Linked DNA regions of Triticum aestivum: region 2 is linked to region 1. A link is a contact called in public Hi-C data. All regions are on one chromosome and are shown on one strand. The core of a region is the stretch at or near the end of the contact, and the rest is flanking DNA. Distances in the headings are between cores, read along the strand shown.

Region 1 (7,103 bases), core at 1,596-4,095:
CAACTTTCAAGTATTCTTTATAGCAAAGTTTCGCTTCAATGGTTTTAGATGGGGAAAATGCATTTATATGAAGGTTTGTGCTAGATTAGGCCTTGAATATAAGATATTTTATTTTGGGCCACATCCTTATATTGCTTATGTAGATTCACAAGTATTGGGACACTACAAACACAGAACTTCAATTTGCTGGCTAACATCACTGAGGGTGAGAAGTGATTATTACGTTCAAGTCAAGAGCAGGCTGGTCTGTTTTCCCCAGGTTCTTAGAATGCGTGCTGTACTTGTCGATGATCTCATTCATACTGTCCAAGGAAAGGCAATATCAGTACGACATGAAGCTACAACTAATCAATAAAAAAGGAAATGACTAAAATAACAGTGATATAGGGATGTTCAGAATTATACAGGGGCATACTAGGTACATTAACTATAGTCACCTTGACAGTTCATTGTAACAATGACGATCAAATTACTAGAAATCACTGACAAGAGTATGAAGTTAGGTTAAAGTGAAGACTGAACTCTGATGTTAACCCGAACGAAAAAACACTAGTCCATAAGTAATAACATTTCTACATATATAAGATGACACCCGTTAGTGCGATGGACTAAATAAACAGAAGAGAAAGCCAAAAAATGTTTGTTTCTGAAACGAAGAGAGATTATCCTTAACCAGATAGAAAGTCAGAATGTTTTTTGAATCCAAACACCTTAATGAGAAAGCATCGAAACTGAGTCCACATTTTCCCATTAACTTTGTATATAGCAGTAGTTAAATGCTCTCAGTCCCTATTATGTAACATTCAGTTTAAATTATTCTTTAAATTACCTAAACAAGGACTAATTACTTGTAGCATTCTGGTTCCTAGAAGTTTAGTAAATATTATAATGCACCGCGGAGGAAATTAATGCTGGACTCAAATGTCCTTACGTTTTGCTCCTACAGTTTACTGCTAATAAGAGTTCCAAGTCATAGTACTTTCCTTGTAATGCTATGTTAGACAAATGCATGGTTATCGATAATTCACTGAAGTTGGCATGCACCAGTATGATCCATAATCATCCAAGAAACTTAAAACACCGGACACTCCTCAAAAGATTGCTATTCTTTAACAAGACAGTTACTGTTTCAAGTAAAAGAAGTTGAGACCATACACACAACTTCCTCAGCTAAACAAATGATCCCAGGAAAAGAAAACTCAAATATGATTTTGGTGATAGCGTATCATTTGATTAGCTGACGAAGCTTTTCAATGTCAACACATATACAACAACTAAGACTATTTCATCTTTAATAAAAAAAATCAGTACGGTGACATGTAAAGGCAGCACATAATAAGTTAAAGAAGGCTGATGAGTCATTTGAAGGTCCATAAGAATCTCGTAAACAAACATGATGCCCAAGATGCTAGTGTTAGAATACTAGGTACAGTAGCTAACAACGGCAAATTTTCCCCTAACGGCCACATTGAACGGCAGAGAATGGGGACCTGAACAAAACAAACAAGTGGAGGACATCAGCACAACAATCTATGGACCACAAATATATCATTGCTTTCTCCCGTCGAGGAAGCCTTCACACCCAAACCCAAACTAAGGAAGAAAGGAAAAGAGGCGACGAACAAATGCGTGCAAGAGTACAAATAATATCTCATCGAACAACGGTAACCGATATACCGCACAGAACACTAAGTCCCATTAGAATCAGCGGGCGATGCGACGTACGAGCAGCAGCACATAAAATCACAAGTCCGGCCGTACGTACGCAATTAGCAGGCGCAACTTTGCCCCACCGGAGCACTCGAGGCGCGCAAGAACCGACGATAAAACACCGCAGCTGAAGATGCATAGACATACGCAGCAAATATAAACAGAAGCCGCACAGCACTCGCAGAGGCGCGCATGCTCGTAACACACCGCTCGATCGGGAAAAGAAAAAAAGAAAATCAACGAAAAAAATGCGCAACCAGCTACAGGAGTATGACTACTACAGTAAACAGAAATAATTAAAATCCCCATTTCGGCAAGAATGACGACATCCGCGAACGTAACCAGAAAATCCGCTGCGGGCGGTGCCAAGCAACGCGATCCGCCCCGCCAGCACGTCGCATGATCCCCACCGGGCGCGCGAGACGCGGAAAGGCACGCAAAACTGACACGGGACCCGCGGGAGGGAGCAGCATGAACCCTAGGCGAGCCGGATCCTGCGCCCGGGAAGGCGAGGGAAGAAGAGAGGCGGGTAGATCTACGGACCGTCGCGGGAAGACGAGACGAGGAGGGACGGGAGGGGAGGACCCGAGGCGAGCGAGCGAGCGAGCGGCGCGGAGGAGGGACGCATGTACCTGGAGCTGGCGAACTGGGAGAGCTTGCCGGTGGAGGAGAAGACGATGAGCGCGACGTCGGCGTCGCAGAGGACGGAGAGCTCCTCGGCCTTCTTGAAGAGGCCCCGGCGGCGCTTGGAGAAGGTGACCTGCCGCGCCGCCGCGCTCTCTATCCGCTTTATCTCCCTCCGCTCCCGCGCCATCGCGTCGCCTCCCTCTCTCCCTCGATCTCCTCGTCCCCTCCCCCTCTCTAACCCGGCCACCGCCCGCGCCGAGGCTCGCCCAGGCAGGCAGGCTCGGAGCACCGTGCTGGCGCGGCTCACTCGCCGATGCGGCGGTTGCGATGCGATGGGGATGGATGGAAGGAGGGATGCGAAAGGAGAGGAGGGGAGAGGAAAGGGGGGAGGGGAGGTGGAGTGGAGGAGGCGACGCGGGGGGTTGGGGGTCTCGAGACCGGGACCAGCGCTAGCTTTGCTCCGATTGGCAAAGGGCGGAGTACTACTAATAAAAACCGGGCCAACCGCGGCCCGGGCGAGCCCACGCGAGGATTAGGCGCATAAACAAAGCGATCAGGACGCAAGCACGGGGCCCTGCCGGCCCAGTCATTTTTTATGCACGCGACACGCGACTGCGGCGCGGGGCCCGCCGGAACGCAGAGGAGGGGGGACGGACGGACGGCTGGCTGGCTGGCTACCTAGTGGGGAGTAGAGTAGCTGGGCGGGTGGGTGGATGGATGGGGGAAAGGGGGGAGGAAGGGGAGGGTGCCGGAAATGGAAAGGATGGCGCGGCCGGACCAGAACAGTACTGACTGTAGCAGGATGGGCGGAGGGAAGGAAGGGATCGAGGGAGGCCGGAAAGGAAAAGGGAAGCCAGAGCGTGGCAGCGGAGTAGAGTCGTAGGGGGATTGATTCCTTTCCTTGCTGCATGGGCATGGGCAGGGGCAGCACGCACGGCCACGGCCGCGTACGCCACTGCAGACGCCCGGATTCCCTGTTCCGGCCACCACTCTGTGGCTTGCTTGCATGGCTCCCTCCCTCCGGAGGATCCCTCCTCCCTCCCTGGCCTGTTCTCGCTTCGCTCTCGTTTGGCCTGGTGCGGCAGCGCAGTGCATGCGGGTTGGGCGGCGCGCACGGCCGTATGGTTGCTACTACTGCAGACGCCCGGATTCGCTGTTCCGGCCGCGACTATGTGCGCCGACCCGAGCTCTTGTTTTTGCTTCGTCTCGTTTTCTTTCCTGCCTCTGGGTCTTGTGCTGTCTCTCGCTTTGTTGGTTCTTCGTCTTCATCTTGTGACCCATCCTCCGTCTCCTCCTTTGCTCGGCTGCCTTCTCGGTCGTCGCTGGCTAAGAGCATCTAACACCGGACTTAGCAAATCCGGTCCCTCAAACACCCGCGAACACGACCGGACGCGTCCGCCGACACTGATCGGGCACGCCTCATATTTCCTTCTCCATGTAATTTTCTCCTATTCTTCCCCTAAATCCATACAAAAGCATGGAGAACATATAGCTACGTACTACATTCTATAGTACTCAAATTTCGTCGTTGTCGAAGATGGCCTGAGTCACCTGTGCCGGGTTCGGAGCCGCCTGGGCCGCCTGCGCCGCCTCCACCTGTTGCCGACGGCGACGCCTAGCCTCCGCAGCCGACTCCGCGCGATTGGCGTGCTGCTCCGACCACACGCCCATGTCCTCCTCCATCGCCGGCGCCTCCTCCTCACCCATATCCATCGGCGGCGCCTCCTCCGCCGGCTCCTGCTCCTGCTCCTCCTCTTCCTCGTTCGCCGGCTCCTCCTCCTCCACTTCCTCGAAATCCTTCTCCGGTTTTAGAGGTAGCCCCGCTTCCCTACAGATCCGGACTTGCTCAAGGAGGAAGAGTCGGTGTTGGATCGTGTAGCGGCGGCGGCGTGGGGGCATGGCTAACGGGTTTGAGTAGCGGCGGAGGAAGGGAAGAGGCGGATGTGCTAGGGCTGGAGGCGTCGGCCGGCTTAAATAGCCGGCTACAGCCTCGAGCGGGGAGCCGGAGCGGCGCCACACGGTGTTCACACTACAGAGACGATTGAGGCGCCCGTCGAACTGTCGGGTTTCCCGGCGAGTCTGTGTGAGGCCACACCTTCAGGCCGACGTGGAAGGTGTGCACGGGCGCGCCCGAGCGTCCCCATATCCGCCTCATATTTGGGTTGGATATGGGGGGTGCCGGCCAGTCTGGGCTTTTCAGGGGTCGTCTGTGTTAAAAAATCATGACCGGGCGACCTGTCCGGATGTATGAGGCGGGTTTGAGAGATCTGATTATAGATGCTCTAATATCATTGGCGCATTTTCTAAGATATTGCACATGGGTACGGCTAGGTCTCAATCGACTGAGACTTAACCAAGTTTCAGTCAAGTGACATACTATATAAAAAAATAAAAACTGAAAATAAAAAAATTATATGAATCTTCATGCAAGATCAAAGGAGAATATAGTATTGGTGGAGACATAACAAAGTCTCAGTCGACTGAGAGTGAGACTTAGCAAAATTGATTACACATTTTCTATGGTTCAAATCTGCTTTTATTTCAACACGCCACCGAACTGACAAAGCTATGGTCAAGATGCAAGTTCTTTGATTCTCTTTGTAGGAAAGCTGCTCCTGTCATACGGGGGCTAGAGAAGATGTTCCTTGAAATTCGGATATATTGCTAGACTTTGCAAAGATTCCTTAAATGGTGATTAAGGTGCCCTTTTGTGATGACTATCATTAGATCTTTGATATCTGCAATGTGTAAGATTGCACGGTTGGTCACTGAATCCTTCTGGTCATTTTAGAAGAAAGGTGTCTCCTGTTCTTGCTCGGCATTGGAGTCATAAGAGCATCTACAATCGCAGTACCGAAAATTCAGTCCCCAAGCGCCTATGGACATGAAAAGTGACCATACAATAGGGATGAAAATAGAGCGAAAACGGACGGAACTGAGTGCTATCATATTTATTTTCACATTTTTTTGCAGAAGCGGAAACGAATACAGAAACCCCGAAAATGAATATGGAAACAGATGAAACGAACACGGAGCGAATACAAAGCGGATATGGAAACAAAAATAGGCATTAATCGGAACTTAAAAACCCCTTGAATCATAGAGAAATAAACAAATTTAATGAGTTTTTAACATTGCTACAAAATAATATCATTATGTTAGCAACTTAGCGTAGTATTGTAGTAGTATCAGACAATTGTGTATGGGTTAAGCTTAGTACATGTGTGGTAGTAGAAGTTGGGCCTTAGATCCATTCTACTAATTGTGTCATTGTGTTATTTTTGATGCTTGGGCTATAAAGCAGCTATAGGTCTATAGTAAAAACAGAAATTCCATATTCACGGAAACGGAAAGTTCCATTTCCATGCATGTTAGACCGATAAACACAGTTCTGTTTTTGTTTCCGTTTCCGCATAAAAAATCCGTTTCCACTTCTGTTTTGCAAATATTCGTTTCCGTTTTCATATTTTCTCTCCGTTCTGTTTTTGTTTCTGTTTCCGCATAAAAAGTCGATTCTACAACCACAAACACCGTTTCCAAACCACCAAATCCATATTACTATATGCAACGTAAAACTTAATCTAAACGGAGCTCGCCGGCTCCGATGTGCCCATGTCCGGCGGTCAGCTGTATGTGCCCCTTGAAGTGTTGGTCCGTGTCGGTGTCAAAACCGACCAATCTCGGGTAGGGGATCCCGAACTGTGCGTTTGAGGACCGAAGGTAACCGGAGGCAGGGTACACAATGTTTACCCAGGTTCGGGCCCTCTTAATGGAGATAATATTGTACTTCCTGCTTGATATAAGGACCATGGTAAACTTGACCCTGCTATGGGGCGTAGGATCCATGGGCCACCTACGGGCCGTCGGTAAATGAGCCTCCAACAGGCCGTAGAATCAGTGGGCCTTGGGTTGTCGGATAAATGGGTCAACATGGGCCGTAAACTGGCGTATTGGTATCGGCCCAGCATGGTAACAGGTCGTTAACAGGCTGGAGGACAGCAAAGGCTTAATTCTTTCACAGGCATAACGGGTCATTAATGGGCCAGAATATAGGACGGGCTGAAAACGGCGCAACGGGTTAACAGGCCAGAAATGGGCCGACTCTTGTGTGACGCCCCCGATTCAATCGTACACTAATCATACACGCAAACGTGTACGATCAAGATCAGGGACTCACGGGAAGATATCACAACACAACTCTACAAATAAAGTAAGTCATACAAGCATCATATTACAAGCCAGGGGCCTCGAAGGCTCGAATACAAGAGCTCGATCATAGACGAGTCAGCGGAAGCAACAATATCTGAGTACAGACATAAGTTAAACAAGTTTGCCTTAAGAAGGCTAGCACAAAGTGGGATACGGATCGAAAGAGGCGCAGGCCTCCTGCCTGGGATCCTCCTAAGCTACTCCTGATCGTCGTCAGCGGGCTGTACGTAGTAGTAGGCACCTCCCGAGTAGTAGTAGTCGTCGTCGACGGTGGCGTCTGGCTCCTGGGCTCCAACGTCTGGTCGCAGCAATCGGGTATAGAAAGGGGGAAAAGTGGGAGCAAAGCAACCGTGAGTACTCATCCAAAGTACTCGCAAGCAAGGAGCTACACTACATATGTATGCATTGGAATCAAATGGAATAAGGATATCATATGTGGACTGAACTGTAGAATGCGGGAATAAGAGGGGGATAGATAGTCCTATCGAAGACTACGCTTCTGGTAACCTCCATCTTGCAGCAGGAGAAGAGAGTAGATGGTAAGTTCACCAAGTAGC
Region 2 (7,322 bases), core at 1,450-3,949, 69 kb after region 1:
ATGATATTGAACTAGGTATGAAGATACCGACGATCGAATCACGTGCAAGTAACATATAGATGTACAAAGGGAATTACGTATGTTCTCATAAGGTTCGACCGATAAAGATCTTCATAGAATGTAGGAGACAACATGGGCATCCAGGTTCCGCTATTGGTTATTGATCAAAGAGATGTCCTGGTCATGTCTACATAGTTCTCGAACCCGTAGGGTCCGCACGCTTAATGTTCGTTGACGATATAGTGTTATATGAGTTATATGATTTGGTGACTGAATGTTGTTCGGAGTTTCGGATGAGATCACAGACATGACGAGGAGCTCTGGAATGGCTCGGAGGTAAAGATTGATATATAGGACGATGATATTCGGACACCGGAAGAGTTTCGAGATGTATCAAGTAGAAATCGGGTCATCGGAAGGGGTTCCGGACACCCCGGGAGGTTAATGGGCCATATGGGACAAAGGGGGGAACACACTAAACCACAAGGGGCTGGCGCGCCCCTCCTAGGCCGCAACCCTTGGGAGAGAAGGAAAAGGGGGGAGTCCGCCTCCCCCTTCCTTTCCTCTCCCCCTTTCCTTTCCCCTCCGGCAAATATGGTAAGGGGGCGCCACTAGGGAATGACCCCAAGTCGGATTCGGCCTACTTGGGGCTCCTCCTTGGCTGCTCCTCCCTCCCCCACCTATATATATGTGGGAAGGGGGCGCCACACAGAACCACGACAATTGCTTAGCCGTGTGTGGCGCCCCCTTCCACAGTTTAGTTCCTCGGTCTTATTTTAGTAGTGCTTAGGCGAAGCCCTGCGGAGATAGCTTCACCATCACCGTCACCACGCCATCGTGTTGCCGAAACTCGTCCACTCCTTCGCCGTCTTGCTGGATCGAGAAGGTGAGGGCGTCACCGAGCTAAACATGTGCTGAACGCGGAGGTGTCGTATGTTCGGTACTCGTTCGGTTGGACCGCGAAGAAGTTCGACTTCATCAACCGTGTTACTGAATGCTTCCGCTTACGGTCTACGAGGGTACGTACACACACTTCGCCCTCGTTAATATGCATCTCTATGGATAGATCTTGCGTGTGCGTAGATTTTTTTTTGTTTTCCATGCAACATTTCCTAACAGAAAATAGGGGTGGGATTTGCCCGTGTTTTTTTAAAATTAATATGGATGCATATTTTGATCAAGAATTGTTTGGGCGCACATCTGGAGCGTCCCGAGGGACGATAAAGATAAATTAATTGTTGTGGAAAAATTAGAGGATATATTGTTGTGTGGGCGTTCTGGAGTTGAAGCCTCGACAAGATTCGGTCATTGCCTTGCACAATAGACAAGTTGCAATCGCCTCGTTATTAACTCTGATAATTCGAATATCATTGAAACCAGGAAGAATGGAGGGCGATCTATAGGAGTGACGGTGGTAGTTTTTCACGATTGTTATTATATTTTATGTGACTTTTCTATGCTTAGTTTCAAACATTGTAATAGATAAGCTAATAAATTTGCTCATGAACTTATTAGTTTGGCTAGATTTCCTTCGACTCTTGATTGGTATGAGAAGCCCTTGAGTGTGATTGTACCCTTTCTCATGGACGATATAACTATTATTCCGAATGAAGAAAATTGTATGTGTTTTCAATAAACAGAAAGTGGGCAATGTCCAATTAAAAACGGCTAGCCGAAACATACAACGATCGATAAGCCTGCAAAGAGGGTAATGCGATGTCCTGCAGATCGAATCAAGTGGGACTGAAAACGGGATGCGAATCGTTCCAAAGTACTAGTAAACCGGTGGCAACTGGCAAGCAGTCGCTATGGTTGATGTAGTACAACACAAAGGTCCAAATCGGCTGGGCCGACATATTTAATCTCGTCTCTCCCGGCTTTTGCAACGTTAGTTTAACCCAGCGTACGTACGCACACGATCATTAGCTCAAAGATGCTAGTACTGCTACTATCAATCTAGTAGCGAAGCTTTCGGCATTAGTTTACATTTTCTGGAATTTGCATTAGTTTACCGGAAAGGACCACGACCTCCCACCGCGCCCCGGCTGCACCAGCTGGAAATGGTAAAAGGAACCGTTACTTTCTATAGCAACAGCATGATACTAAATACACTAGTGGTAGTACAGTATATCTTACTGTAATCCCTCTCACGCGAACATAACACGCAAGCTGGAGTCGCTTTCCACGGCGCGTCGTGCCTCGCTCATTTTTACCGGTCGCGGGCGGTCAAAGCCGGAACAGTGCGTCCAGTCGTGTCGCGGCGTACGCGACGGCAGCCTTTGCGTTGTGTTGGCTGCTTTGCTTTCGGACGTGGTGACTGGTGAGGCCCTACGGTCGGCCCTGACGACGCAGCGCCAGCGGCAGGGGAATCATCAAAGCAGTAGCAGTACGCTTGGTGTACTCCACCCCTGGTTTCGGCAACGAGGCCGTCCCAATGGTGGGGGTTCGTACACGCGTGTTGGAGCGCGCCGAGGCGCACGCCATCCCGGAACGGAAACGCTAGGGCTGGGCGCCACGAAAGCCTACGCACCGTCGGCCGCAAACCCACAAGCGGAAGCGGCTAGGCCTGGCCGCGCTGAAAGCCTACGGCGATCCGGGACACGGATACGCGGAGATCTCTCTGGATGGATGCACCCCGGGTACCGCCCGCCGATGATGGCCGAGCGTCGTGGTGGAAAGCTGCGGAGGCGTCCCGTCCAGTCCTCGCGTACGCGATGCAGAGGCCACCCCACGGGTGCGAGACCCCCTCGTAGTACAGTACTAGTACGTGTGTGTACCTGGCGGTGGCGAGATGCGTGGCCGGGAGAGCCAGGGGCAGCGCACCCGCGCAGAACCCTTTTCTTTCTCTTTGGACCGGAAATGACATGGTGGGATGGCTTTTGGGCACCGCTATTTGCGTCCTGTTTCGGGGTACTCCAGGCTTTCTTTTCGAGTTTAAAAAAGACGTGATGGCTTTTGCGGAACCGGACGGCCGCGCAGATCTTTTCAGGAGAGCATTCGGTCATCGCTGGAGCTCGGTAGCATGACGGCGAAATCAGTTAAAAAGTATTCGTTGCAATAAACACCCCAACTCCCCTTATTGCTTTGTCCGTAGATCCGTTTATTCAAAATATTTTATCTTTTAAACCGTTCGTCCAAATGTTAAACCGCTTTTACCGTTCGATCCTTCGCGTCGAGATCTTCAAAATTAGATCCCATCTTAATAGATTTTGACGAACTTTTTTTTCATGAAAAAAACGGACGAAAAAACCGAATCAAAAGTACGGGTTTTTCCCTTTCTAAAAAAGGCAGGCCCGTGCCTTGAAATCACAACCGTGACTCTCGTGAAAGCAAAACCATGACTCTTGCGGAAGGAAAAAAAAAAGAAAACGTATTTTTTTTTTCATTTCCGAGGAGGCATGACCGTGACTCTCGCGAAAGCACAACCATGCTTCTCGCGGATGCAAAACCGTAACTCTCACGAAAGAAAAAAAAAGTAAACACGGTTTTTTTTGTTTCCGAGAGGCACGGCCGTGACTCTCGCGAAAGCACAACCATGCCTCTCGTGAAAGCAAAACCGTAACTCTCGTGAAAGGAAAAAACAGAAAACGCGTTATTTTTCATTTTCGAGAGGCACGGCCATGACTCTCACGGAAGCAAAACCATGCCTCTCGGGGAAGCAAAAAATCATGATTCTCGCGAAAGATTTAAAAAACGCGTTTTTTCGTGCAAAAAAATTTATTTATTTTTTATCAAAAAGCTAAGGAAGAACGGTGAAAAACCAAAACGTCATAAAAAACCGGGGAAAAACCATTTAAAAAACCAAAAATGCATGTGGAAAAATAAAAAAAATAAAATTTAAAGGGAACGTCTAGAGCGCGACACGTAGCGAATGGCTGAGAGCGCGACACGTGGCGAATGGCTGAGAGCGTGCCAAGTGACGATGATCGTTGCGAGGCTCCCGAAAAAGCACTGTTAACTAGTTGCTCTGGTATGAAGGAGTCGCAGGTGTAGTGACGTTGGGGGCGTTTTCTGGCCCACAATCTGCGTCATCAGGTCCATGAGGCTACAGTGTTTTTTCCTTTTTCTTTTCGAAACTGCTTCATAGACGACACTTTGATGGACGATGCCAAGACGATGGTTAATCCAACGGGCAGGGGCTGCTTAGGCTTGGGCTTGAATGGTTGGATATGCATGTCGTTTGTGTTTCGTGTAGTAACCGTCGTGTGTGAAGCAGTGCTCTTTTCTTTTTGCGAGGTATGAGATTACGATGATGCTCGAGGAAGAAGTCCAAAAGGGTTGCCGCTGGCTCTGCCTGGCGATAACGTAGAGGCTCACACGCCATTGACATGCTAATCTAGAGAGCGATCGCCAGTGATACGAGTCTTATCCATGTTTCTGCTGGAGACATTTCTCAAGAACAAATAATATTTCATTCTAAACTAATATAAATGCGTTTAGATCACTAATTTAATGATTTAAATGCTTTTATACTTTCTCCGTTCGAAAAAGCTTATCTCAAACTTATTTCTCGAATGGATGTAGTATCTAGCATTAACTTAATGCTAAGTTCATTCATTTAAGGGACAAGACTTTTTGGATGGAGAAAGTATTAGTTTATTACTCTCTCCGTTTCAAATTACTTGTCGCAAGTATAGATGTATCTAGATGCATTTTAGTTTTAGATACATTCATTTCTACTATGAGTAATTTGGAATGGAGGGAGTACATTCTCATGGAGACCGGTGGCGAACCGATCATGATCAAACGCATCCCGGGGGCGGAAGGGGCAGCCCAGTCCTGGCTTCGCTCGTTGGTTCATTCATCTGGCCCGCACAGTACTCGCTTGGGCCAGGCGTCAGGGTGTCGCTGAAGTGAACTGCTGCTGCGCAAGTCGAACAGCAGTTCAGTTTTTGCATCACCACGTACAACACGTACGTACTTGATTTGTTTGCACGGTCTATAAGCATTTTTTTTACCAACACTTGATAGGGCTGCAGTTCATGCATGCACATCCAAACCCCTGTCCTCTTTTTTTGCGAGGGCATCCAAACCCTGTCAGTTCGTCGAGGTGGGGGATAAATCGGGCTGTCCAGATTTTGCATCGCCACTGCCTAAGCGTACAGTACAGCGTGTACTGATTCGTTTGCACGGTCTATAAACTTTTTTTTACCCACTTTAGCTACACTAAGGTACATGAATTTCAAATGGGAATGTTAAAATCTGATGCCGGATTTTTAACCATGGCAGAATAGGTGTTTTCGATGATACATTATGTTGTTTTGATGATGCCAATTTTCTTTAGCAAGCACGGCAGATCCTGCCTCCTAAAGAAAATTGTCATCTTCGTGACAACTTAATTTGCAATAAAAATATGTTCGATTCACCGTGCTAAAGAATCTGATGTTGGATTTGTACCCAAATAGTATTTAAATTTGGGTAAGTCAATTTTCTAACAATTATTTTGTTGATGTCAAAATTCATTTTTCTGCGTTGTGTTTTTTCACGGCTTCTTGGGATGAATTCTTTTAATTGTCTTTGTTTGGGGGTCAGACGATTTTCTATTGGGCCTACAGCCCATTACACGTTGCCCGTTTTTGTCCTATTTGTATGTGTTTTGCTTTTGTTTTTCTTTTTATTTTCTACTCCCTTAGTCTGAAAATACTTGTCATCAAAATGGATAAAAAGAGTTGTATCTAAAACTAAAATACGTCTAGATACATCCCCTTTTGTTCATTTTGATGACAAATATTTCCGGACGGAGGGAGTATATGGGTATTTCGGGATATTGGGTGAGTTTAAATGTACGCATGCAACTATGCAAGTACTCCCTCCGTTCCTAAATATAATTCTTTTTAGACATTTAAATAGACAATAATATACGGATGTATATAGACATATTTTAGAGTGTAGATTCACTCATTTTGCTATGTATGTAGTCACTTGTTAGAATCTCTAGAAAGACTTATATTTGGGAACGGAGGGAGTAGTATACAATAAATGTTTAAATTATATTCCCTCCGTCCTAAAATAAGTGTATTTGATGTAGTAAAACTTTAGTAGGACGAAGGGAGTAGCAGAGAGTAAACATACATTATTATGTGCTTATTTTTTGTATATTGCAATAATGTGATTTAGTACAAAGTTGTGTGCAAGTTTTTATATTTTTTCATTTTCTTTCTTCTTAAAGGGTAATACTAGTGCCACTAACTCATTCTTTCTTAGAAAAGTTCGTTATTACCATTTTGTTTAAGTTTTCATCTCATTTTGTTTCCTCTTTAAGGGTAATACCCATTCCACTAATTCATCCATTATTAGGATACTTCCTTTTCACGAAATTTCTATTAGTATTTGTTTATTCTTGCTTTTTATAAAAAAGCACAATTATTTGTGTGCAAATTATTTTGTCTTATTTTTAAGGGTGGACTAATGTCACTAATCCAGTATTCCTTAGGAAAGTTCATTATTTTGCTTTGTTTTAGTTTTTGTATTTCATTTTCTTTCTTCTTAAAAGATAATACCAATTTCACTAATTCATTCATTCTTTAGGAACTTCTTTTTTTGCGAAAAAACACTATTATGTGACTAGTTTGACATATTATAAAAAAACATAGTTATTTGTTTGCACCTTTTGTCTTTTTTTTTGTTTTGCTTATTTTTATTTTCTTTTATTTTTAAAGGGTAATACCAATGCCAATAACTCATTCTTCCTTATAAAACTTCAATATTTGTTCTTAGTTTTTTTATTTCTTTCTTTTTCAAGGGTAATACCAATGGCAACTTTCATTCCTTCTTAGGAAACTCACTCTATGAAAATTCCACTATTATATGTGTACTTTTGGATTTTATAAAAAAAGCACAAATTCTTTGTAAATTGTGTGCAAATGTTGTCATTTTTTCTTTCTACCAATGTGACTAATTCAATCTTCCTCAGAAAACTTCATTATTTTGACTTTTCGTTTTAGTTTTTTTTCTTGTTTGAGGGTAATACCACCGCCACTAATTCATCCCTTCTTAGGAAACTTCTTTTGTGAAAAAGGCACCATCATGTGCTTATTCTTACATATTATAAAAAAACGAATTTTCTATGAAATTGTGTGCATTTTTTATCATTATTTTTTATTATTTTATTATTTTTATTTTCTTTCTTTGGTAATACCAATGCCACTAATGCATTCACTCTTAGAAAACTTCTTTTCGCCGTTTTTTTTGTAAATATTTAAATAGTTTGATTTTTTCTAGATATGTACATGCTCATGTCTAAATGTTATTTGCAAATGTTGAGTAGCAAAGCCATTTAGACATGTAAAACAAAGTTGAGTGCAAGCCTACCTGCTTCACCA

Evidence for each region. A called contact is a pair of places that touch in the nucleus more often than the background predicts.
Region 2: a contact with region 1 is called in a Hi-C map of leaf, with 4 times the contacts expected there. The contact joins the enhancer-like site here to the promoter of LOC780635 in region 1. A contact is called at or near these places in 2 of 5 Hi-C or Micro-C datasets (both in leaf).

What each region holds. Positions count from the first base shown.
Region 1 is chr6A:553,041,878-553,048,980 of IWGSC CS RefSeq v2.1, forward strand. LOC780635 (MADS-box transcription factor 22) reads right to left here and starts at 2,846. Exons shown (of 8, transcript XM_044548426.1): 1 at 2,343-2,846; 2 at 224-302. The coding sequence starts at 2,524.
Region 2 is chr6A:553,111,307-553,118,628 of IWGSC CS RefSeq v2.1, forward strand. No RefSeq gene overlaps it. Among protein-coding and RNA genes, the nearest start is that of LOC123128433, 15 kb to the right of the region's middle. Within about 2 kb of position 2,700, at least 7 of the 8 cell types and tissues checked have an H3K27ac peak or open chromatin away from gene starts, as enhancers often do. A contact at or near this core is called in leaf, where this site is marked.